4 separate regions of the Mus musculus genome follow, and all the other regions are linked to region 2. Evidence: chromatin contacts called from public HiChIP or PLAC-seq and promoter capture Hi-C data. All regions are on one chromosome and are shown on one strand. The core of a region is the stretch at or near the end of the contact, and the rest is flanking DNA. Distances in the headings are between cores, read along the strand shown.

What was found. Promoter capture Hi-C pulls out the DNA fragments that hold promoters and counts their contacts. HiChIP or PLAC-seq counts read pairs in DNA pulled down with a chosen protein or histone mark.
Region 1: a contact with region 2 is called in an H3K27ac HiChIP or PLAC-seq map of thymic regulatory T cells, with 9 times the contacts expected there. The contact joins the promoter of Rcc2 here to the promoter of Camk2n1 in region 2. A contact is called at or near these places in 1 of 39 promoter capture datasets (liver) and 2 of 115 datasets of contacts at active chromatin or transcription factors (astrocytes and thymic regulatory T cells).
Region 3: a promoter capture Hi-C map of liver shows a contact between it and region 2, with 3 times the contacts expected there. The contact joins the promoter of Id3 here to the promoter of Camk2n1 in region 2. A contact is called at or near these places in 1 of 39 promoter capture datasets (liver) and 1 of 115 datasets of contacts at active chromatin or transcription factors (astrocytes).
Region 4: a promoter capture Hi-C map of liver shows a contact between it and region 2, with 2.4 times the contacts expected there. The contact joins the promoter of Pnrc2 here to the promoter of Camk2n1 in region 2. A contact is called at or near these places in 1 of 39 promoter capture datasets (liver) and 1 of 115 datasets of contacts at active chromatin or transcription factors (astrocytes).

The regions. Positions count from the first base shown.
Region 1 is chr4:140,696,582-140,704,347 of GRCm38.p6, reverse strand. It overlaps Rcc2 (regulator of chromosome condensation 2), which reads right to left and starts at 2,875. Exons shown (of 13, transcript NM_173867.5): 1 at 2,698-2,875; 2 at 1,913-2,201. The coding sequence starts at 2,191.
Region 2 is chr4:138,451,984-138,459,316 of GRCm38.p6, reverse strand. It overlaps Camk2n1 (calcium/calmodulin-dependent protein kinase II inhibitor 1), which reads right to left and starts at 4,169. Exons shown (of 2, transcript NM_025451.2): 1 at 3,966-4,169; 2 at 1-2,599. The coding sequence starts at 4,131. The coding sequence ends at 2,529.
Region 3 is chr4:136,138,950-136,146,324 of GRCm38.p6, reverse strand. Id3 (inhibitor of DNA binding 3) reads right to left here and starts at 2,503. Exons shown (of 3, transcript NM_008321.2): 1 at 2,147-2,503; 2 at 1,949-2,031; 3 at 933-1,445. The coding sequence starts at 2,446. The coding sequence ends at 1,972. It overlaps Gm42329 (predicted gene, 42329), which reads left to right and starts at 4,107. Exons shown (of 2, transcript NR_168524.1): 1 at 4,107-4,193; 2 at 6,810-7,375.
Region 4 is chr4:135,871,946-135,879,215 of GRCm38.p6, reverse strand. It overlaps Pnrc2 (proline-rich nuclear receptor coactivator 2), which reads left to right and starts at 5,370. Exons shown (of 3, transcript NM_026383.3): 1 at 5,370-5,542; 2 at 6,117-6,321; 3 at 6,762-7,270. The coding sequence starts at 6,780. The coding sequence ends at 7,202.

The sequences.
Region 1 (7,766 bases), core at 1,626-4,125, 2.2 Mb before region 2:
CCTAGGCTGCAAGGCTGTGTTCTTGACCTTGAACCAAACTCAACCTGACCCTAACAGGGGCAGAAGCTGGAAGCACACACTTCCCAGGTGTAACAGCGAGAAAGTTAAGTCCCCAGAGGCCCCTGGGTTCACTTATCCAACCACCCCCTAACTGACCACTGAGGGGTCGGTTCTACAGTGATAGTCCCCCTAGCTTTAAGGGGATGGACACAAAGCCCTTTTTAAGCTCCGGTTCTACACAGATATGGGAAGTTAGCTGTACACACAGAACAAGCACAAACTACAGGGGACTGCCTCCTCTCAGACATGGCATCTCCTCATAGCACACAAGGTGCCAATTCTGATACAAGACCCTTGGAGATAGAGGCCTCTGAGCCCCTCCTCCACTCCACTCACGTGCATCCCTGAGAGGGTTAACAGCCTGCAGACCCTGGAACTCACCAGGCCCTGGCAGAAGTCTCAAAACCAGGACAAAGAGCGGAGGGGACTATTTAACATATCAAAGCAGAACTGGTAACTAGGATCTCCCGGCATCCCTCACAGTACCTGTTACCGGACACTCCAGGCAGATATACCCCCGCCCCTTACCCTAAACTTAATCCAGCCCACAGGCTAAGCTACCCTCTCCCCCTACCTACTCTTCTCTATATAACCCGACCATTTTGGTCCCCTCTTTTACTCGGGCGGCTCCTGCACCTGGTTCCTATCCTCACTCCCCCCAAGGGTCAGACTTCTCTGATGTCCCTGCCTGTGTCTCTGTTTAATCCACAATAAATGCCTTCCCTCTGCCACCCCTACGAGCAGTCATTGTCTTACTGATTTTTTTTTTCCTACTCACAAAATAATCCAACTCCACATGGCTTTCCTAAACTTCAGGACAACCCGATGCAGCAGAGAAAAGACCCTATCATGCCCAACTTCTTAGCCTTGTCCAAACCCACTAGGCAATAAATAGAGCAGCTTGTGAGTTACCCTTCCAATACTCTGGCTAAGACCGGTCTACCTGGCGAGCCTACCTCATGCAGGGCCCCTCTGCATGCCTAGCGGGAACCTTTCTTCTACTGCAAGATGGTTAGGACTCTTCTACCCCTCTTAGTGTGCCCTTGCCACCTTTTGCAGAACACCCTTGGGAACATGGGCAACACTCTCCCGAGGGTCAAGCTCCATCTCTTTCTTAGAGTTAACAGAGAACGTGATCTCCGGGACACAGAGGCGGAGGGGGTAGAGGGGTGTATCACCGAAAACTTGCTTTTACAAAGTTCTGGCGGAGACTCAAGCGGACCCTGGGCCCGGCTCTGCGGGGCTTCCTCTCCACCACCACCCCCGCCCCCGCGAAAGCTCAAGTTCCACGGCCCAGACCGGAGCCTCAGGGGAGCACCGACCCCACTGGCCCCCACGCCGCGAGGACCCGAGGCAGACAAAGCCCAGCGCCGCTCCGCGGGGGGTCGCGGGTGGGAGGGGAGCCCCGGGGTGGGGAGGGCCTCCGAGGAGCATGCGCGCTCACGGCCGCGCCGCGCGGGCCCCCACCATGCCCCGCGCGCACCGGCCGGGCCGACCGCGCCGGGCTAACACGGAGCATGCGCGCCGCGCGCCAGGCCCCGCCCCCCCGGGGCGCCCGAGCCGCAGCGGCGGGAACCTCAAAGCCCCGGCGCGAGCCGGCTGCTCCCCGCGGACTGCCCTCCCCCCTCGGGGGGAGGAAGAGACGCGGGGGTGGGGGGGAGGAGGGGGGTGGACGCACGGGGGGGAAGGAGGGACTGACAGCCCCCGCGTGGCCGCGCACACCCGGTCCCCCCCCTCCCCCGGCCCGGGACTGGCTCCCCGGAGTTCCCCCGCGCGGCGTGGGGGAGGGGCGGGGCGTGACCCCACGGCGCCCCTCCCCCCCAAAACCGCCAACCGCCCCCGCCCCACTCACGACGCGCTCCTTCGTGTGCTCGGGCTCCGTGATGATCGCGGCCGCGCCGGCCGCCTTGCCCGCCGTCGCCGGCCTGGCTGTGCGCTTGCCGCCGCCGGGGGCCCCGTCCAGCTCCGGGCCGTCCTCGTCGCCGCTGCTGCCGCCGCCGCTGCTGCTGCTGCAGCGCTCGGGCCGCTCGCGCTTCCTGCCCGCGGGGCCGCCGCGTCGCCGGGGCCCCGCGCGCGCCGTGCCGTTGCCCGAACTCGGCTCCTCCCAGGCCGCCCCCTTCTTCCTGGGCATGGTCGCCGGGCTGCGGGAGACACACGGGGCGCACAATGCACACGGGGCGGGCTGCGGGGCGGGGGAGGGGACGCGCGGCGCGGCGTGGGCCGCCCCACCTGCTGCTCCCTCGCCCCTCCCCACGCCGCGCGCCACGCGGGGACCCCCCCCTGTACCCCGGCCGGGCCCCAAGCACCTGCGAGCACGCGCGAAAAGAGGAACTTTCGTGGGGCCCCAGCCCGGCCCCCGCGGCCCGGCGCTCGCCCCGTCTGCTTTTTTTTTTTTTTTTTTTTTTTATTGATTTTGAACAATGGGATCTCTGTCTGTCTCCGATTAAACCACGTGGATCCGCCTTCCTTCCCCTTCTTATTCATTCCGTCCCCCAACCCCCCCTTCCCCAGCGTCTTTTTTTTTTTTTTTAACCTTTCTCGGGGGGGAAGGGGGAGGGAGAGGAGAAAAAAAAAGAGGAAAAAAAAAAAACTTTCCCAGACCCTGCAAACTGGTCCCAGACGGTTTCCAGCCCCTACCTGGTTGGAGTGATGAGAAACGAGGAGGGAAGCGACTGAAAGACGGGGTCGAAGGCTTCTTCTCTCCCCGGCCGGGACGAGGGCTCCAGCCCACTCACCAGATACACTTAAAATGTAAATACGAGCTTCCAGAACAAATGCTACAACACAAAACAGAAACACATGTGCGGCCGGGCGGCAAGCGAGCGCGCGCGCGGCGGGCGGCGAGGGGCCCCGGGTGCGCGCGCCCCCTACCGGCCGGAGGACCCCACCGCCCAGCCGGGCCGCCCACCCGAGCCTGCGTCCCGGACGCCCGGCGCCACGCCGCAGGCCCCGCTGGGCCCCGCCGCTTGCGCGCTCCGCACGCCCTTGCACGCAGCGCGGCCTGCGCGTCACAAGGCGTCTTCGGGGCTCGGGAGAGTGTCAGATTCTCTTGTTTTTTCCCCCTGAGCGTCTAGACAGGTCACCTGAGGACACTCGCTGGAAAATAGTTGCTTTGCTCACGCAGCAGCCAGCGAGGGACGTGCCCTAATTGAGTGATGGGAATGAAAAATGAACACAATTTGAGTAACTTTCTCCTGTGCAGACTCAGGGTAGATTTGATACGTCGTGGATGCGTCCAGAGTGTGCAGCCGGGTGCTGTTAGAATGATCAAGTTACATAAAGGTTTGGTGTAGTATGAAATTAGTAATTAGCTGGGGGACGTACTATGAAATTAGTAATTAGCATAGGTGGACTTGAAAGTACTTGTGATGGGAATTTTCTTCATTTTAAAAACGTATTTACCGCGCCTCAGTACAAGCAAGACTAGATGCAAAGGTGCTAGAAGCTTAGAATACAGACCTGGAGAACAAGATCTCTGCCCAGTTGGAAGGCGAAGTAAGAGGAAAGATTAAGAAATTACTGAAAGCATGGTACTTACCGGGTTCCAGGATCAAGGAAGGCGTTCCCTGGGAGAGCTGAGTTTTAAAATTGTAAAGAATCTGACCTGGCAGAAGTGGGAGAGGAAACCTTTCCCCTACCCCGTGGGACAGTGCAGGGTCTAGGAATCCGGGAAGAGAAGTGGCCAGAGGTGCTGGGGTCAAGGCTGAGGAGTCGACAGGGCCCCCCTCACAGGACCCGACAAGCCACGTGCACGATCGGCTTGGTTGGAACTAGGGGAAGGTTTGCATCTCAGTGTCACTTTCTCTTCTGACAAATGTTTTTCTTTGGGGTTTTGTTTCCGTCTCATGTAGCCCAGGCTGGCCTGAAACTGACCGTGTAGCCCAGGCTGACATTGAACCTGATCCTCCTACTTCTCTCTCTCTCTCTCGAGCGCCCGAGTTAACACTGAAAGTTTCTTTTTTGGCAACTTCCTTGGTTGACTAGAGAGAGTTTCTAGGGTCTTTGCAGTTCGTTCTTAATTACATCAAGAAGCGGGATGGGGGCGGGGGGAGGGTGCACAGGACCAAACGTTTGAAGGCAGGCGGAGAATCCTGGAGAACCAAATCTAAGTTATTTGATCAAAGTCACCAGCCTGGGTGGAAGCACTTATGTAAAACAACTCAGAAAATGAGCACCAACTGGTGCGTTTCAGGGATATTAGAAGCACCGTCTGAAAGCCTCTTAATAGACCTGGCATTCGAAAAGATTGAAGAGATTAAGCCGTGATGCTTTGATATAAAACATTAGAACCAACTAGAAAAGAATTCTGCCTAAGTGTGCCGTCAGGTCCGGGTTTCAGGAAATGGCACGCCGGAGCTTGTCCGGGGGTGGTGGCTGGTTGGGCGGTTATCCTCCCGACAACACCCTGTGTGGCCAATTAGAAACGCTGAGGGTGCCTTTAAAAGGTTTTTAGGCAGCGAGTCTCTCTCTCTTTCTCCTGCCCCATTATACGGCTTTCTGCCGGCGTAAAAGGCACATGCGTCAGAACCGCTGATGCAACCCGACGCTAATATCACGTTGCATCATCTGACCCAAGGTGTGGTGCTTCCAAAACTGGTTTTTCCTGAGGCTGTGCTAAGGAAGAAGAGCACTCAGAGGATAACACCCACTAACCAGCCCTCCTCGTCGGATGGGAAAAGTGTTCTCTGCCACTCCATGCCTCACTATTTCAGACCCAGGGAAAGCCCGAGTGATGCCCCTGGTTGAGATGGGGGTGCGGGCGCACACACGAAAAGGCGAACATGTAGGCTGCTGTTCACCTTATGTAACCAATGTGACAGAGTGAGGTGCACCTACGGGCCATGCAGGGAGTGCTCCCTCCAACATACACTTGTGCTTGGGCTTTTTACTTCATTTTAATTGAGCGTCTGCTCGGGACAGAAGAAAGAAGAGAAGAGAGAGCAAATTCTATCTGAGCACAAATGCCCGGCTTCCGTTTGTACATGGAAATATGGGCCATCTTACTGTTAGTCTCCTCTGCTGCTCCTTAATAAAAGTTAAACTCGGCGGCAACCAGGGTCCTTCCCAGAGCTGTGGTCCATCCAGCTGGACCACAGAAAGTTCCACTTGTAGTCCAAGGAGTCTCTGGTCTCATATAATATACCTTGAGTTTTTTGATTCACCAGCCTGACCTCTGGAATTCGGAGATTGCAAACATGTACCACCGTATATAAGATGCTGGGAGTCAAAGCTGGGGTTTCTTACATGCTAGGCAAGCACTCTATCCACCACAGATGCACACTCTCAGCTCCAGAGATGAATTCTGATGGTCTGGGTAACTGGACCATGACAGGAGGATTCACAAACTATCTACGCTGTGAACCAGGAACCTGGGAAGCCACTGAGCCCTTGAATACAGCTGATCCGTGCCGCAATTACGTTGTAGCACAAACACACACTGGAATTGTTGGTTTTGGTTTGGTTTTGGTTTGGTGGTTGTTGCTGCTGCTGTTTTACCATGTTCGTGAAGCAAGGTTTCCCTGTGTAGCCCAGCCTGGCCTTGAACTGGTGGTTTCACTGCGTCATCTCCTGAGCCCTGGCATCCTGGGTCTGTACCACTATTACACCCAGCCCACCCTAGACTTGAGGACTTAGAGCAAAAAGGACAAACAAACAAACAAAAAAAGCCACAACAACAGATCTCATGACTAATTTTATTATATTAATGTGGACACGAAACCAGGCAGGGGTGGTGCAAGCCTTTAATCCCAGCACTTGGGAGGCAGAGGCAGGCAGATCCTGGTCTACAGAGTGAGTTCCAGGACAGCCAGAGCTACACAGAGAAACCCCGTCTCAAAAAACAAAACAAAACAAACAAAATGTGGACACAGTGGTATATAGCTCTCTAGTCCCAGTTACTTGGAGAATCGTAAGTTTGAACCTAACTTGGACAGCATAGAAGAAGCAAATAGAGGTGGGGATACTCGTGAGAAAAACACTTGGCTTGGCTTGTGAGAGGCTCTGGGTTCACCCCAACGTAAAGGATAAGCCTGGTATATTGACACATACCTATACTCCTACCACTCAGCTGGCTAAGACAACACTGCTCAGTGGAAGGCCTGCCTGGGCTACTTAGTGGACCTCAGACCATCCTGGGCTATATACCCACAGCCTTTCTCAGAAGCAAACCAAACGACATAGGAACTGAAGAGATGGCTCAGCAGTTACGCTGGCTTACTGCTCTTGCAGAGGACCAGACTCTGGCTCCCAACACTGCACTTAGCAACTCACAACTGCCTGGGACTGTTTAGCCCCAAGCCATCCAACGCTGAGCACACTCAAGCACATATTAAAAACACATACATTTATTTATTTATTTATTTATTTATTTATTTATTTATTTATTTATTTATTTATTTAATTTGTGTTCTGTGTGGGTATATATGGTTCATGCCAGAAGGGGCCATCAGATCCCGTTACAGATAATTGTGAGCCACTAGGATTTGAACTCAGGACCTCTGGAAGAGCATCCAGTGCTCTTAATCGCTGAGCTATCTCCCCAGCCCTTAAACATACACTTAAAAATAAATCTGTAAAACTAACAAAAGCTAAGAAAAGACAGGCAAGAGGGTTCAACAGGCAAAGGCTTTGCCGCCCAGCAGCACAGGCACGCTGGCCAGCTTTTGGAATGCACCTGCAGCCCATGGCCCCTGCACACACAAACATTACACACGCACCCTGCTAATAACAGATCTTAACATTTTAAAGTGAATATTTAAAGTAACATTGATTCTACGTTGAAATGATAACATCTTGTCTATATAGTATTATAATAATAATTAGTATATACTAGTCTAAAAATGACCCATTTTACTTTGCTCTTTCTTTTCTCTCTTTTGTTTTTTTTTTGGGGGGGGTTGTTGTTGTTTTTTGTTTTGTTTTGTTTTTTTGAGACAGGGTTTCTCTGTGTAGCCCTGGCTGTCCTGGAACTCACTTTATAGACCAGGCTGGCCTCGAACTCAGAAATCTGCCTGCCTCTGCCTCCCAAGTGCTGGGATTAAAGGCATGCGCCACCATGCCCGGCTCCTTTCCTTTCCTTTCCTTTCCTTTCCTTTCCTTTCCTTTCCTTTCCTTTCCTTTCCTTTCCTTTCCTTTCCTTTCCTTTCCTTTCCTTTCCTTTCCTTTCCTTTCCTTTCCTTTCCTCTTTTCTTTTCTTCTTTTCTTTTTTTTTCTTTTCTTTTCTTTTTTTCTTTGTTTTTCAGACAGGGTTTCTCTGTGTAACCCTGGCTGTTCTGAAACTCGCTCAGCCTACCATCCTGACTTTGAGACCTAACACTGCCTTTGCAAGAGCAACTGGAAAACCAGTTGGTTAATCTGCAACTAAGAAAGAGTTCTGCTTCCTGTCTGATTTCCTCTGTCTGTAAAATGGCAGCATGGATCTGGAGTTCGTTCTGAATTTAATATTTCCTTATACCCAGATCGGTGGGTCCCAGCATCCCTGTCCTAATAGTCAAGAGATAAAGATTCTGTTCTAGGATCTGGAAAGATGCTCAGAAGTTAAGATCCCTGACTGCTCTTTTAGAGGACCTGGGTTCTATTCCCAGCATCCACATAGTGGCTCATTATTATCTTTAACTCCAGTCCTAGGGGATCCAATACCTCCTCTGGCTTCCTTAGGCACCAGAAATGCACAGCAGGTGGTGCACAGATATACATGCAAGCAAAAC
Region 2 (7,333 bases), core at 2,920-5,419:
GGAGTGCCTGGGGTCAAGAGGGAAGACAGCCAGATTCAAGAAGAGGACTGTGCGCCTGGGGAAATGAAGTTGGCATCCGCTTGCATCCGCAGGCTGGGCACTGCCAGTTCCAGCTCCCCCATCAGTCCCAGTAATGACCACAGGATGAAGAACCCCAGGCTGGGACCTGCTGAGGCTGTCAGACTTAAGAAGGGGGATAAGACATTTGCCCTCCTTTCCCTGGGGCCCCCTGGAGCTCCTCTTCTGCAGTCCCCCCACCCCACCCCGTGGGGACTCTTACCTGATGTCTGAGTCATACTCAAGCTCCTGTCACTGTGAGCTGTGTTGTGACTCCCTGGCTGACAGCTTTAAAACAAACACATTAAAAGCTCCAGGCAGTGGGGTTTCTACATGCAAAACATCCCAAGGGTTGGGGGAGGGGTAGGAGGCAAGGAGGTGGGGACACAGGACCTCTTCCTTGAGCCAAAACCCCTCCTCCCAAGTCCTCTCCCTACAGAACCTGAACCCCTCATCACTGCCTCCAGTTTAAAGAGAACTGGAGCTACCTCCCCACCCTGCCCAACAGACTTTTCCTAATGGGTGATTAGAGGCAGGTACAGCAGGTGCTTGGAAACTTTTGGGACTTCCCCCCCCCCCCATGCATCCCCAGAGAACAGACTCATCCTCAAGCATGTAACAGTAGGCTCTAGTGGTAGAGACACGTATGTCCATAACTGGGTCTCGGGTTGGATGTTTAGTGGATGCTAGCGGCGGCCCAATGTGGAAGGTTCTGGTGTGCCGAGGATTGATACTCCTCTTCTTGACCCTAAGAGGCAGCAGCTGAGTTCATCGGTCTCTGCAGATCAGGCAGGTGATGTTTACAGAAGTTCCAGTTCCGAGAGTAAGGCAGTCAGAGCTAGAACCTGAACCCAAGTCCAGTCTCCCAGCTTCAGTCTCCACAGGACTGGCGGCCTCCCAACCCAACAGGATGGCCCAAGCAAGCCTCAGGGAATCCAGAAGGAGCCATTTGCAAAATTCAAAGTCCACTGACTCTGCCATTCTTAGGGGATAGCCTGACCCATCCAGCCCACTGGCTGATAACCCCCCAACAACGCACACAAACTGTTTCATCCTACAGGCCAAAGCCACCATCTCTGTATTCCAGTCCCTGAGAAACAAGGCTAACGAAAGAGTAGACACAGGAAGAGTTCTTTATTGTACACTGGAGAAATAGCCCTGTGTGCTGGTTCAAGGTGCAACATACAGAATAGAGAATTAAGAAAAGAAGGAACTGGGAGGGGTGGGGACCTCTTGAGGTCCAAAGTTGCAAACAAATAATTTAAAAGAACAAAAAAAAAAAGGTAAAAGATTCCTCACGCAAGAGGCATTTTTTTGCAAATACCATGCAAAACAGGCAGCTGGCGAGCCTTAAGAGAACCCCTATAAATAACAGAAAAGACTCTCCAAGTGTTCCCACACAGGACTCAGAGCACAGGGGACAAAAGGAAACCAAAATGCCTTTTGGCGGTTCAAGATATTTGGCACTCTTGTGATTACATTTGTTGTTTGTTTTTGTTTTTTTTTTACAGTCCATTAAAGAGAATGGATAAAGTGACACAATATTGAAGAAGAAAGAGGGGTTCACTCAACAGAGCCCCCAGGGAGGCTAGAAAAAGCTCAAGCAAGTTTGTCTTTGTTTTTCTTCTTCTTCTTTCTGACATATAAAACCCACTGTTGGTGTTAACCTGGGCAAAGAGCTGTACTGCAACAAAGAAGCGCAAGCTTTTCAGTTGTCTCTCGAAAACAAGACCAGGAAGGGGCCTTCCCAAAGCATCAGTCCGTAGAAAAGTTACTTTCTGCTTTAAAATGGGGTTCATTCAAAGATGACCCAAGTACAACAGTATCTACAGAGGTCATTCCCCTGCCCCCAATTTTCTTTTGTACATCCAAGAATAAACAACATTAAAAAAAAAAAACTGGACTAGACCGCATGTCACATCCAAGTGCACAGATGAAATTATGTAAACATTGGGAACAGCCAAATCAGCAGAGAAGGCAAGCACCTTCACGTGGTCGGTGCTGCTTTCGGGAAGTGGTTCAAACTCCAGAGCTATAATTGCACAATATTTACCATATATAAAAAGAAACAGGTATTAATCTTGACAAATAGCTGCAACTGAGACTTTTTTCTTTTATATGTGTGTATATAGTGATTTTTATTTTTTTTATTTTATTTTTTTACTTTTTGTGTGTTTTTTTTTAACTTTTGTTTTTGTAGAGGAGCCCAGAGCCACCGCTACCGCTGCTACCACCACCACCACCACCTCCACCACCTCCACCTCCTCCTCTTCCTCCTCCTCCTCCTCTCCACCTCATCTGTCTCCCGGCCTGACTTGAGACACAAGTTGTCGATTTCATCGCAGGTAGCAAGCTATTAATAAATTTCAAAGTGCTTTCTCCCTCCTCCTCCTCCTCGTGCTTTTTGTCAGTAACTGTCACAGCCCGCCACTCTTCTTATTCTTTCCCTCAACACATTGTCTTTGGGGCAGTTAGACACCAGGGGGTGCCTTGTCGGTCATGGTTTTCAGCACGTCATCAATCCTATCATCTTCAATAACAACTGCAAAAAAAAAAAAAAAAAAAGGGGGGGGAGGGGAAGAGAAATGTGAGAGAGCTTGGGCTAGCCAGGGGTCGCAGATACTTTGTCTATCCCCATTATGGAGGTGCAGGGGAGGGCGAGGAAGGAAGGCTGGCTGTTCCAAGCAGGGTGAACAGCCCCATTGCCCTAGGCTCCCTTCCCTGCCTGGTTCTGAACTGCCCCACTGCCTAGCCCTCATCCTAGATGGATTCTAAGAAGGAGCAAGCCAGAGGGAGCCATCCCAGCTCGACTGCAACCCGATGCAACCCTTTACAAAGAAGTCTCCTAGGCTGATTCTTAAGGAGAGAAAGGGAAACTGAGGTCTTCAGATCACTGGTGGCGGTAGCCCAGGCCGGGTTCAAAGATGCCCGGAGCAGGAAGGAAAGCTGGGGTAGGTTCCCACGCCGATCAGCGGCTGCAAAGTTTAGGCCTGGCCTGAACGGGTGTCCCCCTCCCGTTCTCCCTTCCCCGTTCCCCGGTCTGTAGCCTCCGCCCCTCCGCTCTCTGTGCCACCGCAAAGGGCAGAACCTCCCTTCGCTGCCGCCTGGGGCTTTACCTTCAGTTGCCTCTTCCGCCTGCCTCACTGCCTCCACTGGCCTCTCTCAGTCCCTCCACCGGTCCCTGTACTGGATGATCAGATCACCTGTCCAGAACTCTGGGTCTCTACCCGTAGGTCTCCTTGTCTGTCACCCTCATTGTTCCAGCACTTCAGCGTCCTCCCTAGACTTGAGTCCCAGGCTCCCTTACAGCTCCCTCGCTTTAGCTCTCAGCCCACCTCGGTCTCCCGACCATCTCCCCACTTCACCTCGCCACCCCAGTCTTTTCCGGCAGCACCCTGAGTCTCGGTTTCCCTGGGGCTTCTCCAACTCCAATATCTCAGGCTAGACCACCCTTCTCCCCTCTGCCAAGTAACAGTGAAAAGCCAGTGCGACCTGAATGCTCCTCGCCCTTCCCCGCGGGAGTTAAGGTCCTTCCCCTGCAGCGCCCCACGCAGACCCCTAAGAAGCTCCAGGACCCCTTACCCCAGGGTGGCCGAGCAGAGAGAGTGCAGATGCGACTCCACTGCGCAAAAAGGGGGAGGGGTGTGAAACCTAAAAGCAAACTTTGGTGCGGTTGAGGACGCGGGTATAACCTTTGGGCCTCGGCAGCAAGTAGAGGCTACCACGCCCCCGGGTGACCCCGCTGGTGGCCCGGACAAGCGGGGACTCTTGCCCGAGGCCTGATCCAGCTTCCGCCGCAGGAGGGATCCCTAGATCTCGCAGATGGTCCTCCTACTACCGCGGGGACCCCTGAGCCCCAGCCAGGCTGCAGCACCAGCACCGCAGGGGGTAAGGGGCGGGGAACTCACCGCGCTTGCTCCGGCCGATCTGGCCCAGCTTGGGAGGCCGCTTGCTCTGCCCAGCCCCGAAGAAGTTGTTGGTGTCCTGCAGGCGGCACGAGAAGATCTGGCCCACGTCGCCGCCGTCGCCGTAGGGGCTCAGCTTCTCGTCGCCGTAGGGCAGCACCTCCGACATGGTCGCGTCCGGGGGCTCCGAGGCGGCACCTCCTCCGCCCGCGTCCCCGCCCGCGGAGGACAGGGTCAGCGGCGCTGGGGCCGGGGATGGCCGGCCGGGGACGGCCCTCGGGGCTGCCGCGGCGCTGGGGCCGGCGAGAGGCCGGGGAGGGACACCGCTTGGGGCAGGAGCGCGCAGCCCGCGCGAGCGACCCAACGAGCGCCCGCAGCTGAGCTGCGCTGCGCTCGGGCTCCGCGCGCGAGTGGCTGCTGCTCCGGCAGCGGCGGGCAGGACTCACATCCTCGGCGCTCTCGGGCGCGGGGCGGGGGCCGAGCCGGGCGGGGCCGCGACGCGCGGGGAGGAGGGTGTCCCTGCGAGCCCGGAGGGCGCGGGACCGAGGTGGGCGCACCCCGGGGAGCGCGCGGGCCAGTCCTGCCGCGGATGCGGGCGGCGGCAGCGGCGGCGACTCGGGGACTGTGAAGCAGCGAGCGGCCGAGGGGGAGGGGAGCAAAAAGGAGGGAGGGCAGGGGGAGGAAACCCGGAGGGAGGGAGGGAGGGAGGGAAGAAACCGAGAGGGCGACGGGGAGAAAAACAGAAAGACAGAAGAAGGCAAGGGGAGCGGCGGGAGGAGGGAGGGTGAGGAAGGAGGGAGAAAAAGAAAAGGGGGGAGACTAGATTTGGATCGGAGAGGCAGAGCGGAGAAGCGAAAGAGGGAAAAATAGAGGGTCGGAGAAGGAAGGAGGAGAGAGGGGGGACAGAGGGAGGCAGGGACGAAGGAGCAGCCTGCGAGCTGCTAGGGAGAATGCCAGCCCAGGCTGAAAGCGAGGCGCCAGAGGAGGGAGGGAGGAGGGGACCCGTGGGCCTCGGGGAGAGATCCCTGGAAGCTAAGCGACGTCACGGGGCCGCGCCGGACCGCGGCTGGCTTCCTGCCCCCGCCCCCGTTCCCTCCGTCCCGCCTGCGCTGAGGGGCCCCGGTGCGCCCCGCCCCGCCCCGCCCCGCCCCGCACGGCCCGCGCCCCTCCCGCGCGGTGTTTACCCGACCCGGAGCCTGTGCGCGCCGGCTCGGCTGGCTGTGACTCCCGAGGGGAACCCGAAGCAGTGGGAGGGGAGGGGACCGAGGACGCACCGGCCGGGAAGGACGCGGATGCTGACCTCCCTGGAGGCCAGTTACAGAGGTCAAGGATCGGAGCGTACTGGGCCACCCGCGGGCACTCCTCTCCCTTCCCCCACCACACTTGTGCCCCACTTAGACCCTGCCGGGCATTCCTCTATCCCCGTGCCCACTGGATCTGCCAGGAAGGCCTTTTTCTCACTTCTTGTCCCTCTGTGCGGGGGCCCTGGCTCCCCCCGCACCAACCCCGGGGACAAGAAGGAGGGGAGGAGGGGGCAGCCCCGCCTCCCGCGGGATAGGGGAGAGCCTCATTACTCTGGGCTTGCCCGGGATGCCCGGCTCCTAGAGCCCTCTGACTCGCTGGGGACGCCCCGGGCCTGCAGCCCTTTGCCCTCCGGGACCTCTCTTATAACAACAGTCTTAATAAAGCTCTGGAGAGATACTGCAGCCTCAAAACCCGGAGCGTGCTCCTGCACCCTGGGAGGGAGACCCGGGAAGCCCAGGAGGCCTGGCAGGCGCATCTGTCTGCCAGATGGTAACTTCAAGGGGGCAAGGTGCGTGAGGAGTGCTCATTATCCTCGCCTGAGCCTGGAGCACCTGCTCTCCCCAAGGAGACCAGACCTGCTCAGCAGAGCTGGCCTAACCCCAGCGAGGGGTAACCAGTCCAAGGTCAGCAGCCTGCAGGAGAGAGGCAGGGCTAGGAAGCTAATCCTTGTCATTAGGCTCCTAACTCACCTAGCACCCCGCCCCCTCGCCGGAGAGCAGGGGAGGGGGTTGCCATCAGCCAGGGATGACGCAGCCTAGAACCCGTGCCCCCTCCCCCCAATGTTAAAGGGCTGGCTGGTTTCCAGAATCCAGACCTCAGGATGCGAAGACGAAGGGGTGGAGAAATAGATTGTGACAGGTGGAATAAACTTGACTTCTGGGTACAGGCCCGATCTTGAACCCCAACCCTGTGCTTCCCTTGCAGTGACACTTTAGGCAAGGGGTCTATCCTCCCTGAACCCCAGTAGTCTCCCCTGCCCAACTGCCGGTGTGCCCCTCAAGACAGTTAAAGAGGAGAAGGCCCCCGGGGGCGGAGCTGTCAGTGGGTGTGCAGTAGTTGAATAAGAAATGGCTCCCTCTGTGAGAAGGTGCGTCTCTTTAACCATTCCCCCACTTCAGAGCCGCCTGGGCTGGGAAGCCTCCCTAAACATCGCCTAACCCGAGCCTGCAATGCACACATAGGAAACTGGCTCAGAGTCCCATGGCTTGTCAACAGTAGAAGCAGCAGGTCCCCAGATTGTGGATGGTCCCTCCTGAAGCTGCCTGTCTTCATTCATTAAGGCCCCGCTGCGAGTCAGCTGTGAGGTTAGCTCTCAAGTGCTGAGAGAGATGACAAAGGCCCAAGACACAGGGTGGTATAAACTTACAAGCGGCTCTTACATTTGTGCTACGCTTTCTGGGTTTGCCCCAAAGCACTTTTCACATCCATTATTGACCTGGTGTCTCAAATAGAAGAGCCTTCGTAGGTAGGAAGAGGAGAAGCCGCTTCTGTATTCAACTGATGAGGCAGGAGAAGGGGGAGGGACTTGGCCAAGGTCAAGGTCTAGTGATGGAGCCAGGGTCAGGGCCTCATCCTTACTGCAGACCAACACAAAGCAACTTCCAAGTTCAGTGCCTACCAGGGCCCCCACTGTGAAGAAGATAAAGTCACACAATGAGCTGAAGACTCTCCACCCAGACAGTGAGAGAGAGGGGAGAAGGCAGTTATAAATCCAAGCCGGGAATGTCTACGTTGCCTTGGGCAAATAAAGTTGGAGGTGGCAGCAGCCACTTTCCCAGCCCAGTACCCACCCCTTTTGTGAGCATGCCTGCCTTCTAAGCACATGGACACCAACAGCCTGAAAACCAGCACCAAGGCCTGAGAATGTAACTCAGTGGTAGGACCCTTGCCTAACCATACTCAATGCCCTGGGTTCTCACTCCAGTTCTGAAAAAACATCTCCATGATTATTATCTTTGAACACTGAGCCTTCATAAGAAGGTGGAGCTGGTGGGGGACGGTCAGGCCCAATTTGCGGAACAGGGAGCTGGGAGTTAAGTGCTCTGTCTGAGGTCGCGTGGAAGTTC
Region 3 (7,375 bases), core at 1,254-3,753, 2.3 Mb after region 2:
AATGTTTGTTATGAAATACAAGTAGCACATGCCAAGGCCGACACAGATGAGATCATATAAATAGGAATCCTGTGACGATGGGGGCCTGATGCAGCCCACCTGGGGAGGAACCATGTTGGGGTGGAGAGATGGGGCATGGGTTGCCACCTTGCCTTTTACCCAACTCCCAGGCCTGCCCCAGAAATGGCCAGTCTAAGGTCCCTTTCCTGCCAACCGCAATACTATACTCATTATTCTCAAACCCCAGGTCAAAGTTTACCAAACATTAAGGGAACTTGAGTTTCCCAGCAAGCCTACACCCTGAAAAGTGGCTGCAGACCTGAGGCAAGACCCTGGGTTTGGTTTTCCTATATACAGGGTCTTCCCGCGTAGCTGACCATCCTGGAACTCACTATACATAGCAATATATATATAGTGAGTTCCAGGTTTCAAACTCAAGAGATTGTGTGCCTCTGCCTCATGAGTGCTGGGATTAAAGTACAAATCACTATACCCCCCACCTCACCCGCAGGGTTCCTTTCTCCAAGTTTGGAAGTCTGGGGGGAAGGCAGACCAGAAAGCATGAAGTTAATGGAGGCAGTTTATTTAAATACGAAATAGTTCATCCCCACACTTGACCCCGAGCCGCCAGGAAGGTTCGCCCAATCATTTGCGGCATCCATCTAAGAGCTGCTGCCAAGTTTCAAGGAATTGAAGAAATAAAAAGATTCGGTCTCAGACTTGCCGGCTGTAGGAGAGGCTCCTGTAATTGAGAGTAGGATCATAGATCCTTGCTTTCAACCTCCAATGTTTTTGGGGATTCCCAACCCCAGCCCTTCCTACTAACCAAGCCACCCTAGCCCTCAGCTTCAGCTGGGAACTTTCTCGTCCCTAAAAGGGTATGCAAATCTGCCCGCCCCAAGCTCCTAGGAGGTGGCGCAAGATGTCATACACAAAGTGTTCAAAAATGGTTTATTATGCAAAATGTTAACTTTTATAAAAAGTTTAATATACATCACATGATTACAGAAAGTCACCTTCCTGTAAAAAAGGTACAAAAGCTATATACTCTATTATAGAGTTCATAATCAGGGCAGCAGAGCTTTTCTCCAAGGAAACCAGAAGAACAGCTCTTATGCTGCCTTGGCAGAGTGCGCAGGGCAGCCACTCGCATCCCCCCACACCCTCTCGACACCCCATTCTCGGAAAAGCCAGTCTTTTAGACTTGAGTCAGGGTGGGGACAGAGTGACGTTGCCCAGCTGCTGACCAGCGTGTGCTAGCTCTTCAGGCCACCCAAGTTCAGTCCTTCTCTCGGGCTCCAGGTCCAGCCTCGAGGCGTTGAGTTCAGGGTAAGTGAAGAGGGCTGGGTTAAGATCGAAGCTCATCCATGCCCTCAGGCTTCCGGCTGGAGAGAGGGTCCCAGAGTCCCAGGGTCCCAAGCGGAACGGGCGCCAGCACCTGCGTTCTGGGCGGGGGAGGAGAGAAGAGCGAGGGAGCCGTCAGTTTCCGCCGAGCGCGCCCAGGCGGAGGATGCCGCAGACTGGCCGGCGCCAGGGAGGAAACTCGGTCTCTACCTCCAGCTGATAACTCCGCTCCCCACACTGCCTCCACCCAGTTGGCGCCAAAGGACCACAGGCGGAGTCACCACTCCCCCTCCCGCTTAGAAATAACACTAGTGGAAAGGGGGGAGGGCTTCCTTTACTCCAAGGCTCATTTGGTGCGACCCGCGCGCCCACTTGCCCTGGGCTCTGGCCACCCGGGATGAGAAGGGACAGCGTGTCTAAGGAATGCACGTGATATTGACATAGGTTCTGTCGTTTATTCTAACTGATTATAGATAAGGCTTTTGCCTTTCAGTGGCTTGGCTTTTTCCCTAAACCGACTGAACCCTAAGCCTTACAATGTTCTGTCAAAGGCAGGATTTCCCATGCAAGCCTCCCTCCTCGCCCGCGCCAGGAGAAAGCTTACCGGGAGGTGCCAGGACGACCGGGTCAGTGGCAAAAGCTCCTCTTGTCCTTGGAGATCACAAGTTCCGGAGTGAGCTCAGCTGTCTGTGAAAGAAGGTTAGGAGACGAGTTAGCCAAGGGACTCGGGGACGCGATAGGGAAGACCCGCAGCATCCCTGCCCGCACGCTCAGAGCAGCCTGGTCTGGCTCCCTCTCGCACCTGGATCGGGAGATGCGGACCGTCCGGGGGTCCAGGCGCCGGCTCTGCCAGGACCACCTGAAGGTCGAGGATGTAGTCTATGACACGCTGCAGGATTTCCACCTGGCTAAGCTGAGTGCCTCGCGGGACTCCCGGCACCAGTTCCCGCAGGCGCGAGTAGCAGTGGTTCATGTCGTCCAAGAGGCTAAGAGGCTCCTCGGTCGACGGGCTCTTACCGCGGCCTCGCGCAATGGCCAGGCTACGTTCCGACAGGCAGCACACCGCCTCGTAGCAGCCGCGCACCGGGCTCAGCGCCTTCATGTTGGAGAGTAGAGATAGAGAGGGAGGAAAAGAGACACCTAAAGCAGCAAACAGTGCGCGCACGCCTGCAGCGGCCGACTCTTATAGAGTCCTCTCTAGGACACACCCCCTTATTCAAAACAGACCGCCAAGGGTCCACCCCCGCCCGCCCTGGGCACCGCCTCCCCGGTCCTGGGCGTTCACAGTGGGTTTAAATTGCTAACAGGCTTCCTTAGGCTGGTCTGACGCCGAGGACAGCGGAGCCTCGGATGCGAGGAATGAGGAAGCGCTGATACCGAGGAGAGGCGGGGCTCTTGAGCCAGCACAGATTTGAAAAAAAAAAAAAAATCACTTAAAACCATTAACTTTTAAGAATATGCCTTTTCTGGAGGCGCCCAAGTTCTCTGAGGTCCCCTCCCCCCAATACTGGTTCGAACCCACAGCTCTGAGGTCATAAATCCCTTGAACAACTAAAGATCTCTCTCTCCTCTCTCTCTCAAGAATTTTCAAGGGAAACTTGTAAGGAATTAGTGCCGCCTTGTTCCCCAATTTGCTGCTCGTCTGACCTCCAGACTCACTGGCGTCAGGAATTATCTTGTGACCAGAGGGGGAAAAAATTAATTGCGGTGAAGCTGAGGTTACAATGAAGAAAACAGATTTGGGCTAGGCGCTGAGATTGCAGAAGAAGGAGGGAAAGGGAGGTCTAAGCAGAGAACACTATTTATTTGAGCACCAGGGGAAAGAGGATAAGAGCAGTCTGGACCCAGTCCTTTTCCACGGAGAAAGAAAAAGCATGGACCGTTTCCACCGAGAACTCCTTTAGGAACTAAATGTATGCCCGGTTGTGCTTTGGAAGTGAATTTGATTAGGATTTTGGACAAGGTTTCAAATATGGGGGTGCTTGCTGCATAAACCCTTTTAGAAGGTCCCCTCCACGGGCATACATAGAACCAAATGGGTCAGCTGTCTAGCGTTTGCTTCCTCGTTCTGCACAGCCTCCCTCCCTTTGCACACTTTGCACACTCTGTAGAAAACAATAACAATTTCATCGCCGCGTTGTCTGTCCCTTTCTGTTGTGGAAGGGCAGCCACCTGGACATGATTATTCCTCGTCCTGCTGAAGTAGCCCCAGCCACCCATCTGAGAGAGCAGGAGAGCAGCCAGCAGGCAGGCAATCCCATATTGCAAAAGGACAGTGCACTCTATTCTTTGCCTGGCTCTGCTTCCCAGACCCCGAAGCCTCAGCAGTTCCAAAATTCTGGTTTCCATCTTGGGAGAGAACAGGTGGGGTTTTGCAGCCACGAGATTGCTTTCTTAATCAATCAGCCTGGTAAATATTTATGGAGTTGCTTCACATGAAACAGAGGCTCCTGCTCTCAAGAATCTCACAATGTCTGGGGACAAGATTAACACAGGAAACAATTAAGTGTTCAGTAGTGTGTGGCACTGATCAACAGGACAATGGGACCTCTGAGCTGGGACAGTTCCAATAATTGGAAGGACATCGGTCTAGGGAGCCAAAGCCCTGGGTTCAATCCGGACAGCTCTGCTATTTACTGGTTATCGACACATAATCTTGAGCAAACCCAGATACCACGGCTTTGATCAGCTGTATGAGGAGACAGACAGAGAGAAAGGGCACTGAGGGATTGTTATAAATACTTTCTGACTCAGAACACCAGATGCTTGTGTGACAGTTGGACAAGGAGTGTGGACCAGCACAGGGCCGGGGACAGGGCATATAAAACGAGTCCTGTATCACATCACAGGTAAGCCAGTCTCGGAGCCTCATTCTTTTCCATCATACCACAGGCCCCTGTGTCCCAAGAAAGAAGTCTCTGAAAAGTTTTCTCCTGGGAATATTCAAGTTCTCAAGGACAGCTATTTCGGTAGAAGACAGAAGAAGGTCTAACCTGAGAAAGCACAAGGCAGTCTCTATGCTGAAGAAGTTAAATGCCAGCTATTTGGTCACGGGAAGAGAAATCTCCTCCGTGGCTGTGTGGACTCCCGAAAACTGAACAGAGGAGCCTTTCTTTGGCTCTCGTGAAGACTTCTGTATGTGTGTGCAAAACAGTCAAGTCAGGAGCGTCTAGAAAAAATCATGGCCTTCAGTGCCTGGCAGACCTATGTTCAAAACTTAACTTGTTTTATTTCACTAACGGTGTGAATTTGGAATAAATTATTCTCTGAGCCTCAATTTTCAGGCCTGTTAAGTGGAGCTAATGAAAATGACCTCGTTTATTTATTTACCTTACATTTATCTATCTATCTATCTATCTATCTATTTTTGAGACAGTGTTTCTCTATGTAACCCTGGCTGTCCTGGAACTCTCTGTGTAGACCAGGCTGGCCTCGAACTCTGAGATGATCTGCCTCCCTAGTGCTGGTAATAAAGGATCCACCACTACACCTGGCTCTGACCTAATTTATCTTTAAAAAAAAAAAAAAAAAAGCCTTTGCTCCCAGCACTCAGAAGGCAGAAGACAGCTTGAGTTCCTGGCCAGCCTGGTCTACATAGTGAGTTTCAGGACAGCCAGGGGATGACTAGTGAGACCCTGTCTCAAAAAAGGAAAGAATTTTAAACACCTCTTCTGTGAGAAGGGCACACTCCCTGGTCTGCATTAGTTCATCATGGGGCCAGATGTGCGGTAGGTGCTTCGCCCACCCAGGTCCGCTCTCTCTTCTCCAGTCCTCCACTACAGCCTCTGTTGCCTCGGGGTTGGATAGGAGATTCTCTGGTTTTACAATTTGCAAAGTACCTTCACAGCATTTATTATTTCCTCATGATGCTCCCAGGCTGAAATGGCCATAGGCTGTGTGGAGATAGGTCAGAAGGGGTTATCAAGCCGCATTCAGTCCTTTCCACGCCAATAACTTACCTTTGGACACAAATCCTTTTTTCCAGAACCTTACTTTGGGGGAGGGGGAGGGGAGGAGTAAATGGCCTTTAAGGGTCTTTTCTGACCTAAGAGTCTAAGTCTGAAAGGAGTGGGTTTTAGTCGGGTTGGGATCAGTGAATAGAGTTTAAACCCCAAAGACTCTCTCTTGCCTGCACAGCAGACTGGTCGGCTCGCCCCGGCCTTCTGCAACTTGTTTAGTGGTGGCGGGGCCTCAGCCTCTTACTCCAAACGCCTCTGAACTTTCTGTTCCCAGTTCTGCTCCTTTTACCAGCATTTTCCCCCCTCTTGCATTTTTTATTTTTATGAAAGGATGTCATTAAGGCTTTTGTCTGCGCTGTTTTTGTTTCAGAACTTTTCCCACAATCCTATTTTTTGTTGAGGAATCCGCTCCTTTGCCCAGCTGTGGGTCCGGGTCCCACAGCTGTGTTGATCTAAGACTCAGCCCCAGACAGCCTGGCGCCAGGGTGGGACGTCATGCGTTCACACAGGGATGCGTGTCCCAGGCAACCTTTCCTCGGGCAGTCACCGGCCGGCGACTGCCTCTCCCACCAATGAGCGCCGGACACCCGAGATAGGGGCGGGGCCTGCGCCACCCCAGCCGGCGAGCGGCTTGTGAATAGCAGATGCTGAGACCTTGATAACGTCCCCTGAATTGGGGCCCTTTAAAGCCCCCCTTTCTCTTTTAGTTCTTTTGTTTCTCTCTTTTCTTTCCACCTTCCTCCTTTCTATCTGAACACAGATAACTTTTCTTTTTCCTTTTCCCCTCTTTTAACTATCTCCTCCTAGTGTCAGGAATCATTTTGTAAGCATTTCCAGGAACTGCATCTTCCTCTGCCAAAATTATAAAAGGGGGAGAAAAAAAGCCAATGTTGTGCTTTCTGATTTTTTTTTTTTTTGAGCTGGCAGAACTGTAAGCTATTACTGTTTCGGCTTTAGAAATTTAAGACGTGGTGGTAGTGGGGTCTCTCCGCTGTGAATTTCAAAGTCAATGTCATGATGATGAGGATTGCAGATGTCTTGCTTAAACTGGGCTTCTGTCAACCTAGCTGGTTATCTTTCCTCCATGTGTAGACGCAGGGATCCAGGTGACCTGCCGTCATTGTCCAAGGTCATGTCGAATGTCTATGGCTGCCCTGTGGCCGAGATCCAGCCCTTCTGCTCCCCTGACTCCCTGACCGCTCTGGCCCTAGTTCTCATAAATGTTAATGCTCTATGTGGGTTCAAGGTTCACAGAAGCTGTATTTAAAAAAAAAAAAAAGTGTGAGTGACCTATGTGTATATAAGTGTGGTCACACATATGCCACAATGTGTACATGCCACAGAATATTCGAGAACATCATAGTACAACTTTTGGAAATCGAGATGTTTCCTTCGACTCTGGGTCCAGGGATCAAATGCAGACCTTCAGGGCTCCAGGGCGAGCACCTTTATACTGAGCCATCTTGCCAGCCCATGCGTTTTCTGACATCTACCCATTTTTTTCAGAGAGCGGCCTTTGAGATGTTCTGGAAGCTCTCCAACTGTACCTGGAAACCTGTCCCTGCTCCCCTCAGCAAATTTGAATCCCAAAGTACAACCCAAGAACCAAAGGATTCAAGGAAGGCACACGAGATCCTGGCGTTGGCCCGACTATCCACCCTCACTGATAACCTTGTCTCACCTCAGTTACTCCTTACTTATTAGCTCCGTAGAATTGGGAAGAAAATTGTATTTACCACCTGACAGCTGAGAGGACCAGAGGGGACAGAAGATGGGAAGTGGAAACCTTTCTGTAATATGATGTGTTCGGTGGGATTTAGGGTGCCCTGGAAGTTAGTCTTCCTCTGGAAGTAGTTGCCAGAAATGTAGGCATTACTAAGAAAGACAGTATAAGGAACAATGAGGGAATGGAGGGACCTAAGTTCTTAATAGAGGTGGAGATTGGAGGGGGGGGGGGTGTTAAGTGGCCTCTTAAACACTTCAGACACACTCAGAGCTGTCACTACCTCACTGCTGAGTCCTGCTTGCCAAGGACTGTTTACCTAATCTTTGTTGGTTTTTTGTTTGTTTGT
Region 4 (7,270 bases), core at 4,121-6,620, 2.6 Mb after region 2:
AAAGAGCTGTCCTATGGGGCTTCTTGTACAAGAGGCCACATATGGTATGTGACCTTAAAGAACACTTTAAAAAAACAAACAAACAATTTCCATTATTTCACCAGCTCATCTTACAGATCCAAGGTCAGAGGAACAGCCATTACTAACAAGGAAGAACAGTGACTCCAGAGCTGGGATGTGACCTGAACGCTGGTGCTAGGGACTTAAATGGACACATAATTTTTAAATTAAAAAAAAAAGTTGTTTTTTTTTTTTTTTTTTTTTTTTTTTTTTTGGTTTTTGGAGACAGGGTTTCTCTGTGTAGCCCTGGCTGTTTTAGAACTCCCTCTGTAGATCAGGCTGGCCTCAGACTCAGAAATCCACCTGCCTCTGCCTCCCGAGTGCTAGGATTAAAGGCGTGCGCCACCATGACCTGGCACAACATATAACTTCTTTATCTTTCCTCTCTCTCTCTGTATGTGTGTGTATACATGTTCATATGTGGGCACACATGCATGTCTGTGTGGATGCTTTGTAGCAGCTACATTAGAGACTGAGTATCTTCTTCAGTCACTCTCTTATATTATGTTTTGAGAACCCAGAGTTTAGCAATTGGCTAGGCTGGCCGGCCAGTGAGCCCTGGGAATCCACCTGTCTCTGCGCTCCTTGAATCCAGCACTGCGGTTACATCCCTGCATAGCAGAGCCTAGATTTTAATGTGAGTTCTAATTTTAGGTCCCCATGCCTGTGTCTGAAGTATTTAACTGTTTGAGCCAGCTCTCCAGTCTCTACATAGTTTATAGAAGGTGTTTGGTAACACATACTAAAAGCTTTACTGTCTACTTTTCTGTTGTTAAGATAAAACCAGGTTGAGCCGGGCATGGTGGTGCACGCCTTTAATCCTAGCACTCGGGAGGCAGAGGCAGGCGGATTTCTGAGTTCGAGGCCAGCCTGGTCTACAGAGTGAGTTCCAGGACAGCCAGGGCTATACAGAGAAACCCTGTCTCGAAAAACAAAACAACCCAAAAACAACAACAAAAAAAAAACAAACAAAAAAAAAAACACCCCAGGTTGAGTGTCAAGGCCGGTACGTGCAGGAAGGAACTGAAGCAGAGGTCTTAGAGGGACTCTGCCTATTGGCCTGCTTCTTGTGGCTTGTTCAGCTTGTTTTCCTATAGAACCCAGGACCACTGGCCCAGGCAGGGGTGGCACCACCCACAGTGGACTGGGTCCTCCCATTTAACCACTAATAAGAAAAAATTCCCGGGGCTGGAGAGATGGCTCAGAGGTTAAGAGCAATGACTATTCTTCCAGATGTCCCAAGTTAAATTCCCAGCAACCACAAGGTGGCTCACAACCATCTGTAATGGGATCTGATGTGCTCTTTTGGTGTGCCTGAAGACAGCTACAGTGTTATTCATATATATTAAATAGATAAATTAAAAAAAAAAGGCAGGGCATGGTGGCACACGCCTTTAATCCCAGTACTTGGGAGGCAGAGGCAGGTGGATTTCTTAGTTCCAGGCCAGCCTGGTCTACAAAGTGAGTTCCAGGACAGCCTGGGCTATACAGAGAAACCCTGTCTCGAAAAACAAACAAACAAACAAACAAACAAACAAACGACAAAATTCCCAACAGACTTGTCCTCAGACCAATCTGATGACTTTTTTTTCAGCATAGTTCCCTCTTCCCAGGTGATCCTAGCTTGTGTCAAGTTGATAAAAAATTAACCACACTTAACCTATATGTTTACCTCATGACCTAATAATTTTGTAGCTTGGAATTTGAGGGAAATTTATTTAAGGAAATTAAAATTTGTAAGTATATCTAGCTCAGCCTATAATAATAATAAAAAAACCTGCAAACACTGGCTGGCCATGAAATTAATTGCATATGGCCATAGCATACAATTCTAATAACCACACAAGTATGTTGTTTCCAAAAGCATAAATAAATTAGGCTGGGCATGGTGGCACATAGCTGCAGACCCGGCTGTTGGGAAGTGCAGATAGCAAGGCCATTCAAGGACACTCAGTTGCAAAGCAAGTTTGAGGCCAGCCTGGGGTATGAGATCCGGTTCAAACAACAACCCCCTACTGCAACAAACCTAAGCTAAATCATCTTGTTTAGGAAATGCCTTCTTATGTGTTGTTGAGAGCGACACAGCAAACAAGGACTCCAGACACACCGCTCCATGATAGGGGACTGCCAGAGAGTAACTCAGATTCCTGAGTGAGAGACTGGACTCAGCTGGACTGAACCATGCACAGGCCCATCTCCCAGGGCTGTGAATGTGGGTGTCAGTCGGTAGAGATCAGGCAGGGCTCTTTAAGGTCTTGCAGGCTGAAGCCCTCCCCGGAGCATCACGAGAGCCAGAGCCGTGGGAGTTTCCCACGGACATCCTGTGCTGCCTCCATTTGGTAATTAGAATCAGGTGACTGCCGCGGCTGACAATAGACTTGCAAGTTCTCCCGAATGTGTGAACGTGTAGAAACCAGCCCCAGATGCTTCCTCAGGAAACGAAAGCACGCGGTGAGAAAGGAGGCGTGGGGCTTCATACTAGTTTGGTAACACTAATGAGAGCGTGAGCTGTCTCTGAGAGCCCGGGCTCCTCCTAGCAGGCCTGCCTGCAGACATTCAAAGTGACCCCGAATTTACAAACAAGCTTGAAGAAGAAAGAACAAACAAGTGACAAGCTCTTGAGTCAGTAGATTAGAGACTTGTATAGGTGTGGCCCACAGGGTGACTGTGCCAACAACCCCCCCCCCCCCGCGTTGGAGTCTAAACAATAGACCTCGGGTGTCATTTGACTTCCCTCTTTGTACTTCTATTTAGATTAGGCAGGGGAATGCTTCTCTTCTCTGTCTCTCTCTCTGGATGGGCACACGCTGTTGAGGCCAGAAGTTATTTGCACTGGACATTCTCGATGGCTCTGTACATTGTCTGCTTACATTATTTCCTCATTTATGGTGTTGGCATGTGTGTGCCACGGCATGGTGTGGATGTCATAGGAAACGTTGTAGGAGTTTGTTCTCTCCTTCCACCATGGAGGTCCCAGAACTCAGGTTGGCAGGCTCGAGGGGGAGGGGCGTGGGAGTGGCTTGACCTGCTAATCAACCTCACCAGCTTCTCCTTTTTTGCTTTTGTTTTGGACACAGGATCACAGTAAGCCTGGCTGGCCCTGACCTCTGAGATTCTCCTGCCTCCACCTCCCAGAGTGCTGGAGTTAGGAGGGCTATCACTATGCCCTTCATTTTGTTCTTTGAGATGAGTTCCCTAACTGAACTTGGGGCTCACTGGCTAGAGATTACGCACTTCCCACAGCAGTTACAAACTTCTATGTGAGCCACTCTAGTCCCTGCCCCCTTTACAATTTACAATTAAGAGTCCTCTGTGGAAAAACCTTCAAGCTATACCTTCTTAACTTTTTTTCTTAAGATTTATTTATTTTTCGTATGTACACTGTCGTTGTCTTCAGACACCCCAGAAGAGGGAGTCAGATCTCTCGTTACGGATGGTTGTGAGCCACCACGTGGTTGCTGGGATTTGAAGAGCAGTCGGGTGCTCTTACCCACTGAGCCATCTCTCCAGCCCACCTTCTTAACTTCTAATTCCCTTGCAATGAGCAGGTTATTTGTCTAGAGAAACCAGGCCAAACTTCCCCAAAGCTCAGCTCCCTTCTCTCACAAATAGGAAAGGGCTTTCCCTTCTTTTGGATCCAGATGAGGTTTCTTTTTTTCTTTCTTTCCCAAAGCAGGCACTAGATAAGTGTGGGCAAGATGAATGCTTTAAATTAAATATCCACTGGCTATGGTGGCGGATGCTGTTAGTGCCAGGACTAGGGAGGAAGAGGAAGGCCTCTCTGTAAGGGCTTACGGTTAGTGCCAGGACTAGAGAGGAAGAGGCAGGCCTCTCTGTAAGGGCTTACGGAGGACCTGTCACCCTCTTTTGGCCTCCCAGGACACTGCAAGCATGCGATGCACAAACCAAACAAAATCAGACAGGCAGACGGTGATATTTCGAAGAAGGAATTCTTTTTTACACATGGTCCAGAGTTTGGAGCTCTTGTGGACTGGTAGCTATTAATGAGCTAGAGACAGTGCTAAGACATGGTGAATGCCGGAACCATGCTCTCCCAAAGGGCAGCCTGACGCTGACCTTGTAGGAGAGAGCAGGCTCAGCCAGGTGGCAGGACACAGGCAGGCTTCATGGCACCCAAGCTTTCCGACAATGTGGGTAATGGTGTCCTCTATGTCAAGCACCTTTTAGGCACAGAGAAGAAGGGCACATGAGCCCAGGCTCTTGAAACTCACTGTAGCATTATGCTTTGAAGTGTGGCACCACTGAGATGTCCTGAATCCAAGAACACTGGAAATCAGAATAGCACCTTGCCCTTAAAATTGCTGAGACTGGAATGAGATGACATAAGCAAAAGTCTAGCATGAGGTAGGGAGCAGATAAAACACCCTAGATGCATTTGGACAGGCTTGCAGAATTCTGGACCAACTTAATTCTGGACAGCAATGGCTATATAGATAGATGTGTGAGTGTGTGTGTCTTATTTGCATCACAATTTGGAGCCAATGAAACGTTTTTGTTTTGCTGAGATGGGGGTTTTGCTATGTACTCCAAACTGACCTCAAAACTGAGAAGCTGTGATTACAGGCCTGAATGAGGCAAGACACCTGGCACATTTACCCCCAGAATTATTCACTGAAATTGGTGTTCACCCTTGAAATGTTGACTCTAGGATACACGTTTTTCTTTTTCTCTTAAACAAAAGATATCTCTCCTTTCTTTCCCGAACCTTGCTGTCATTCTTGAGCGGTATATTTCTTTTCTCTAGTTTTCCCACTTTCGAAACAAGACCAAAAAATGTGTAGGGATCCAGCAAGTGCTGTGTATAGAAAAAGCAGGCCCTGATAGTAGTGACAGTCTCAGGTACCGAGAAAAAAGTGAAGCTAGATCAGAGGAGACATAAAAAAGGAAGGTGGTCATGTGCAGAAATAGTTGCCGGGCTCTGGGTGGGGTGAATATGACCCACGGCAGCTCTGGGGCTGGCCCAGTGACCGCAGGACAGAAAGGGCCAGGAACAAAGACGGGCGCCGCGCAGAGGTCTGGTCACGGAAGTAAAGTACGGGCCCCGCTGCCAGAGGCCAGCAGAAGAGCAGCTGCCCTCCGCCAGCCGGGGAAAGTCCAGCAGCGCGGCTCCCGAAGCGGGCCAGTTATTCCCGACATGCTCCTCCCGCAGGATTTCAAACCATGACAACAGCCACCCCGCACTCCCCCCCCCCCCCGCGTGCCCCAGCAACAGGCGGTGGCTGGCGTCTCATTGGCCGCGGGACGCGCTGCCGCGTCCTCATTGGCTGCACAGTCTCCGGTCCTCTTCCGCGCTTGCAGCGGCCTCCATTTTGTCGGGAAAGGCAGTAGGAGGTTGGTCCCCAGACGGAGTTGTGATCCGTGACTCGTTCGTGGGCTGTTAGATCCGTGCATCGTTTCTCCCTGTAGAGGGAAGGAGGCTTGGAGGTCGAGAGGGAGCCGCCGCCGCCGCCGCTCGAAGTCGGTGAGTGTGGCGGGGGCGGCCATGTTGGCCATCGCGGGCACCATTGTTGGGCCTGGCTGAAGAGGAAGTGAGGCCGGTCGGGTGCGACCGACTCCCTGGGAGCGGAGCCGCGGGCTGAGGCTGCGAGCTTGCAGGTTCACTGTGCGGGTGACTGCGAGTGCGGGCCTTCTGACTTACAAAGTCGGAGGCTTCTCAGCCTTGTGAGGGTGTTTGCTAATTAGAACAGAGAAACCTTTCCCCTTAGAGGCGTGATCTTTAGGAATGTAAGGTTATTATGGTTTGTGAAAAATTATGGCACCCGTTACCGGAGTCATAGGCGAAATCACGATGCGCGCTGTTGGGAACAGAACCTTGATGTGGAAATGGCTGTGCGGGTCCTAGTTTCACTTTAAAACGGGTAAGAGTTGCAGGTAAGCCCCCAAGAGTTGTAAGCTGATATTTATGAGGTCAAAGAAAGTCGTGGTCTCATACATCATCTATGAAGCTTTGAGGAAGCAGCGACAGCCATTTCTGTAGAATGTCTAAAAGATCACTTTTTGGGGTTATTTTCAAGTAATTCTCTTTCCTTTTCTAGCTAGGACTTCTCTCAAACTTGTGTGCTGAGGAGACTCGATGTGGACCTCAGCTCCTAGGCTGAAATCAGCAGACTGGCTCATGAAAACTTGTGTACTGAGACAAAGGAAAGGATCTAGCAGAAAGCAACGTCTCTTATCCTGGGCTTGGCAGCAAGGAAGAGGACAAGTAGTGGAAATCCTTCAATCTGAAAAGCAAACTGAAAGGTATAAAGATTCCCATCACAGTGGGGCCAATTATCTTAGGAGTGAAGCAATTCTAAACTATTAAGGTCAGCGGCCATGCATGGCGATGCTGCAGTATTATGTGCCTGTAATTCCAGCACTCCAGAGTTTGGGGCAAGACTGCTTAAAGTTGGAGGCCAGTCTGGTATAGGAGACCCCACCAGCCACGGGTGGCTTTCGGTGTGTGGGGTTATTTCTTTTAGCTTGTACAAAGAATGAAAGAAGAGCTTGCTTTAATTTTTTTCTTCTTTCAATTTCACAAACTGGTATCTAGCTCACGACTTTAGTTTTTTGAGGTAGATGGTTTTGAAGTCGAGCCTAATGCCATCTTGTCATATTTTCTTCAACACTTCTAGAACTGGAACTATGGAAACATCACAAGGAACATGTGGAATTTATTGTTTACATGTATTTACTTACAGGTGACAAAGAAGCTGAAGATGGGTGGCGGAGAGAGGTATAACATTCCAGACCCTCAATCTAGAAATGCTAGTAAGAACCAAGAACAGCAAAATAGACAGAAGAGCAAGGATCAGAATTCTTCCCAGACGAAGATTGCTCATAAGAAAAAGGAACGAGGACATGGGTACAATCCAGCAGCAGCAGCATGGCAGGCCATGCAAAATGGGGGAAAGACCAAGAGCCTTTCTAACAACTCCAACTGGAATGCTGGTTTATCAAGTCCTAGCTTGCTTTTTAAGTCTCAAGCTAGTCAGAACTATGCTGGAGCCAAATTTAGTGAACCACCATCACCAAGTGTTCTCCCCAAGCCACCAAGCCACTGGGTTCATGTTTCCTTGAACCCTTCAGATAAGGAAACGATGACATTTCAACTTAAAACCTTACTTAAGGTACAGGTATAAAGTTAGTAGGTGTTAACTTTAAATTGTGACGCTTACACATGACATCTGATTTATGTGCTGTACACACT